Linked DNA regions of Callithrix jacchus: region 1 is linked to region 2. The links are chromatin contacts, called in public Hi-C maps. All regions are on one chromosome and are shown on one strand. The core of a region is the stretch at or near the end of the contact, and the rest is flanking DNA. Distances in the headings are between cores, read along the strand shown. Region 1 has its middle 51 kb from the start of ALDH1L1. Region 2 overlaps UROC1 (urocanate hydratase 1).

Region 1 (2,700 bases), core at 5-2,504, 250 kb before region 2:
TCCCCTCCCTCCCGGTCTTCCTTTCCCTCCACCTCTTCCCTCTCCACACCTCCCTCCTCCTCCTCTCATCTGTTCCTCCTCCCCTCCTCCTTCCCTACTCCCTCCTCCATTCTTCTTCTTCCTCCCTTCTCCTCCTCCTCCCCTCTTCCCTCTCTACATCTTCCTCCTCCAGCTCTGTTCTTCTCCCTCCTCTTCCCCATCCTCTCTCTAGTCTCTTCCCTCTCCACATCTTTCTCTTCCTCCTCCCTGTTCCTCCTTGCTTCCTTCTCCTCACCTCCTCCCTCTCTCCTCTTCCTTCTCCTTCCCTCCTCCCTGTCCTCCTTTCCCTCCTCCTAACCCTAATCCAAGCCTAACTTTAACCCAAACCCTCCTTGTCCTCCTCTCCCTCCTCCCTTCCTTCTCTTCCCTCTCCTCTCTTTCCTCTTTCCCTTTCACCTCCCTTCCCTCCTCCCTCCCAACGCCTCCTTCCGGTATTCTTCCCCCTTCTCCACCCCTTCTTTCCCTTCTCCTCCCCCTCTCCCTCCTCCTAGCACTCCACAACTCCTCCTCCTCCCCATTCCTCTCCTTCTTCCCTCCTTCCTTTCTCTCTCCCCCCACTTCCTTCTTCTTCCCTTCTTCCCTGTTCTTCTCCCCTTCCTTCTCCCCTCTCTGTTTCCCCCTCCTCCCCCACCTCCCCTACCCTTCTTCCCTCTCTGTTCTCCCCCACACTTCTTTCCTCTCTTCATCTTCCTTCTCCTCTCCTCCCACTCCCCCTCTTTCTCCCCTTCCTTCCTCTTCTTTCTTCTTCCCCTCCTCCCCTTCTCCTTCCATCCTTCCTCTTCTTCCCCTCGTCCTCCTTTTCACTGGTCTCTCCTGGGCTCTCAGGGTGTGAGTTTTCTGTATTTTCTTCGGAATCTTAGACTCTGTGTGTATAACTGATTGTGACCCAGTTCTATGTGTGGCTGATGCAAAGCCCCTGTGTATGCCCCCTCCCTCGAGGCCCTTTCATCTCATTGCACAATGGAGAGTGGGGTTGCATCATCTCAGGGGCCCAGCCAGCACACGACTCAGCATACCCAGGGCTTTCTGCTGCCTCTTGAGTAACTATTCTCTGGCAGGCAAGGTGGGGCTGGAGGGTCTGAGACCTCCTGCCAAAAGCAAGACCCAAGCTGTCAGAGCTTTCTTTTCAGCCCCTGGCATGTGGCCACCGTGGCCTCCTCTCGTGCTCCCCTCACTCCGCACTCGCTTCACTCCCGCCAGGCCCAACCTGGGCCACCCCATTTCAGATCCAAGGGCTCTCAGGCAAGGCCCTGGAAGAAAAGGCCCATGAAGACCACCTTTCCACAGCTCCTGTAGGGTGAACCCTCTGGACCCCCAAGCTGAATGCCCCCAAATCCAGGCCCTGTGCTCAGAGCAGCCTCAGGGCTCCTCAGGGTTCCAGGGTCACCTCAGACCACCTTAGAAGTAAAACATAAGGAAAAATAAACAAAATAAAGTAAGACAGAAGATGTTCACATTTCAAACTTAGATTTTTTTCACAGACTAAACACCTATATGCAGTGAGGATGACTTTTAGGCTATAAAGGTGCACATGTCATTTTAAATGCAATTCGTTGCTCAAATTAATCTGTCTCCACTTCCTATTTTAATTTAACCAAAATCACAGTCAGTTCAGGGACCCTCACCCGTTTTCCTGAGCCTGTGACCCAGCTGGCTTATCTACTGCCAAGGCGTGTCCTTGCCATTGCATCCGCTGACAGTATCATCATTCCCTTTGGTGTCATTGTGGATGAAATCTGCTTTTCCTTCCCACACAGCATTGCCTGGTGAGTCTGGCCGTCTCCGAACTAACACTGCACTCTCTCTCTTGTGTATGAGAAGCATTTTGCTGTTGATTCACTTCTCCTCCCTGTGGGGGACAGAATAAAGCTCCCCAGCAATGTCCATGTCTTGATCTCCCTAACCTGGGAATATGTTACCTTACATGGCAAAGGGAGATGAAAGTTGCAGGCAGCATTAAGGCTGCCAATCAACTGACTTAAAGGTAGGCAGACCATTCTGCATGACCCGGGTGGACCCAAGGTCCCCAGGCAATCCAGTGGAAATGAGGTGATATGAGAAACTTGCAGCAACCACTGGCTTTGAAGAAAAAGGAAGGGACCAGGAGCCAAGGAGTATCGGCAGCCTGTCAAAGTGGAAAAGGGAAGGAAATGGAGCCTCCAGGAGGTAATGCAGCCCTGCCAACAGCTTGCTTTCAGCCCTGTGAGACCCACTGCAGCTGTCCGACCTCCAGAACCGTTAGACAGTGGATGTGTGTTGTTTGGAGTTGCTACGTTTGTGGCTGTTTGTTATTGCAGCAACAGTAAACTAATACACTCCCTGTTTTACAGATGACTAGACTACGATTCAGAGCGGGCAGGGAAGTTATCCAAAGTCACAGAGCAGATGGATGACAGAGTTTCCTTCAGGGTGTGGCCAGGGAAGCAAGCAGTGTTCAGGTCAGCTGCCCACAATGAACCTGGCATTTAGCCTCACCTGCCCACCATCCAGAGGGCTAATGGTCTGCAGCTCAAGGTTTAACCGCAGCCCAATCAAAATGGAAAGAGCAGCACCCGTTTCAGATCTCCCCCACCCACTGCACTGAATAACCGAGTGGAACAAAGCATCTAGAAATGACGTAAGCCTAAATGTATATTTTACAGGGGAAGGGAATGGGATATA
Region 2 (2,707 bases), core at 75-2,574:
CCAACTGCCAGGCTGCCCTTCCTGCCAAAGTGCAGTGTCCAGCCCCGCCCCACCCAGCCCCTGGCCGAACAGGCCGGGACAGCCAGACCCAGGGTCTGCAGGAGCATACAGTGGGGGCTCCAGCGCCACTAAGGCCAACCCTGTGGTGCTCAGTTAGCTGGAGTTCTTACACTTCCAGGGAGGGGGCATTCCGGCCCCACCCCAGCTGCCCTCCCTCCCGACTTCACATGGTCTACCCAGGAGACAGCTGCTGGCAAAGAAGAACTGACAGCTGCTCTCCAGAAGCCTCTTTCTCTGGGTAAGCTGAGTTTATTCACTTGTTTCTTCATTCATTCAACAAGCACTTTTGGGTACCAATTCTCCAGCAGGTGCCAGGACCAGAGGTACTGGCTGGAGTGAGGAACTTGGCTCCTACTTTAAAGGGAACAGCATTCCCTGGGATGACTCAAGGCAAGCCTGGGCTGCTGGCACCTTCGGGAACAATCAAGTGCAGAAATGCAGGCTCAAAGCCCCACTCCAGAACTGCTGGGTCTGAAACTGGGGTGAGGCCTGGCAGCCCATGTTCCCACAAGGCCTCCAGGGCTGCTGTGCACACTGTAGCTTGAGAGCCTCATCGAGATCGTGGGGTATGTGAAGTCACTGCCAGAGCTCCCTAAAGCTCTCCCTGCCCTCTGGCAGAACGACAAGCCCTGGCTTTTGAAAGGGGTTTTGTATACAATTTGGCTCCAGAATTGCACAGGACTGGCTGCACAGGACCCATGGGCCGGGTCTGAGAGACCTGAGAAGCTGCCCCTGTCTTCTGGCCAGGCTCAGGGGCTGCAGCAAACGCTTGGCTCCAGCTCCCAAGGTGATGGCACAGAATCTTCTCTCCCCTGCCTCCTAGTCTGGACAGATTGGGTTTCCCCCTCACTACTGACTCCCCCATGTCCCTGGCAGGAGCTGCCTGCCCCTCTGGGTCCCTTTGAAGCTGTGCCCACAAGGCTGACCTCATTTCAATGTCAGGGCAAAACCGGTACATGTAGATGTGCCCATACTGTTGCAGCTCCTGGGCAAACTCTGGGGCCAGCACATTCTGGACATCAGGGGGGAAGTAGCGCAGGGCGTTCCTCAGTGCCAGCTGTGGGAGGAGAGCGAAGAGAAGATGGCGGCTGGGGTTCCAGGCTCGGCGTTCTGATGCCCCATAATGGGCCATCCTCCTCCCACATGGATTTGCCTCTGCTCCACTCAGAAGCCTGTTGCCCACCCAGAGACTGCCTGGTTCTCACCCCAGGCCCATCTACAGTGTCACCTCCTGCAGAAAGCCTTCCCTGATTGCCCCCTCCTGCCTCTTTCATGAAGGCAGACTGATCCCTCTCTCTTCTTGCTTAGGGTGAACGATCTGTTCTGGGGATGGCACTGCTTCCCCCCAGGGAGGGACCAGAGAGGGGCCTGCCTGAGGCTTGTGGCTATGGTGCAGGATGCAGAGGCTCCAACGGGGAGAGTAGACCCAACAAAGCCTTAAGTACCCTGTGCAGGTACATACAAGAAAAAGCTGTCAAAAACAACATGTATTTACACACACATGAACTCTTGATCATGAGACACAGGAAGCAATTGCTATGGCTGCCCAGATATACGCATCCCTATTCCATGGAACAAGACTCTCCTATGTGGGTTCTAATATATCCATCCTGTCTAGCTCCTTTCATTTCACTTTCAAATCTATACTGCTTGCATCCCCTAAACTGATTTCACAGCCTGCTGGTAGGCGGTAGCTGCCGTCTGAGAGCACTGTCCTCACTGTTGTAAAGGCAGTACCAGCCACAGCCCTGGGACTTGATGGGACGTTTTACTAATGTGCTACACAAGGAGGACCTCTCATAATCAGTTGTGTCAACTGCATTAGAAATATTGTTCAGGTAATTACACAGCTCAAAAAGTACAACACAGGTTCTGTGAAAATGAGTGCATTTAAAATGGTGTCAGTTCACGGAAGTAACTCAGCCATTCTTAAAAGTGAAATGTGTAAGAAGCTCGATCTGTTCTGAAATGAAGCACAAACTTGTGCCGTCAACAAAGAACATTCTGGCAATTTTCTCAAAGCCTAAATACAGCCCCAAAGCTCTGTCTGCCACATTTTCCTCTTGTATAAAATTTCCATTTGCTGAAGATTGAATTTTTCTTTATTGCTGAAATTCAGTAATTTAGCCTAGATATGTCTTAATGTCGATTATGTTACATCAAGGGTTTTTTTTCTTTCCAGGATAAACTATATCTTTTTATCTGCAATTTTGTGGTTTTACTTAGTTCATGACAGTTGTCACGTATTTTGGCTTAATACTTCATCCTCTGTGTCTAAAGTCACCTAACAGTCCTGCAATACATATTCTTTAGGTGGGGAAGGAAGGCTCACTGTCTCTGGCCTGGATTTAATCCTCCACACCTGACTAGGGGCAGCTGTCAGCACTAAAACAAGACGATGGGGCTCACCCATGACCTGCCCAAGGCCCTGCAACAGGCCTGTGGATGGCCTGGAGGGTGGCCCAGTGCCTCCACCTACCCTGGCAACTTCAGCAGAGGAGGAGTGTCAGGCTAAGCAGGGCCCACTGTTCCTAGGAAGGGCTGCATGGTGTGATGAAGCCCACTGCTTCCCGATGACCATGGAACAGTGGGCAATGCTGCACTGACTGCATGCCGCTCCCTCCAGAAACAGCACGGCCCTGCCAGA

The links. Hi-C and Micro-C count contacts between places; a contact is called where the count stands out from the background.
Region 1: a contact with region 2 is called in a Hi-C map of skeletal muscle, with 7 times the contacts expected there. The contact joins two enhancer-like sites. A contact is called at or near these places in 2 of 3 Hi-C or Micro-C datasets (both in skeletal muscle).

The regions. Positions count from the first base shown.
Region 1 is chr15:77,065,750-77,068,449 of calJac240_pri, reverse strand. No RefSeq gene overlaps it. Among named protein-coding and RNA genes, the nearest start is that of ALDH1L1, 51 kb to the left of the region's middle. Within about 2 kb of position 1,254, at least 3 of the 16 cell types and tissues checked have an H3K27ac peak or open chromatin away from gene starts, as enhancers often do. A contact at or near this core is called in skeletal muscle, where this site is marked.
Region 2 is chr15:76,815,163-76,817,869 of calJac240_pri, reverse strand. UROC1 (urocanate hydratase 1) reads right to left here. Exons shown (of 22, transcript XM_078351876.1): 4 at 987-1,117. The coding sequence starts at 1,018. Among named protein-coding and RNA genes, the nearest start is that of CHST13, 13 kb to the right of the region's middle. Within about 2 kb of position 1,324, at least 1 of the 16 cell types and tissues checked has an H3K27ac peak or open chromatin away from gene starts, as enhancers often do. A contact at or near this core is called in skeletal muscle, where this site is marked.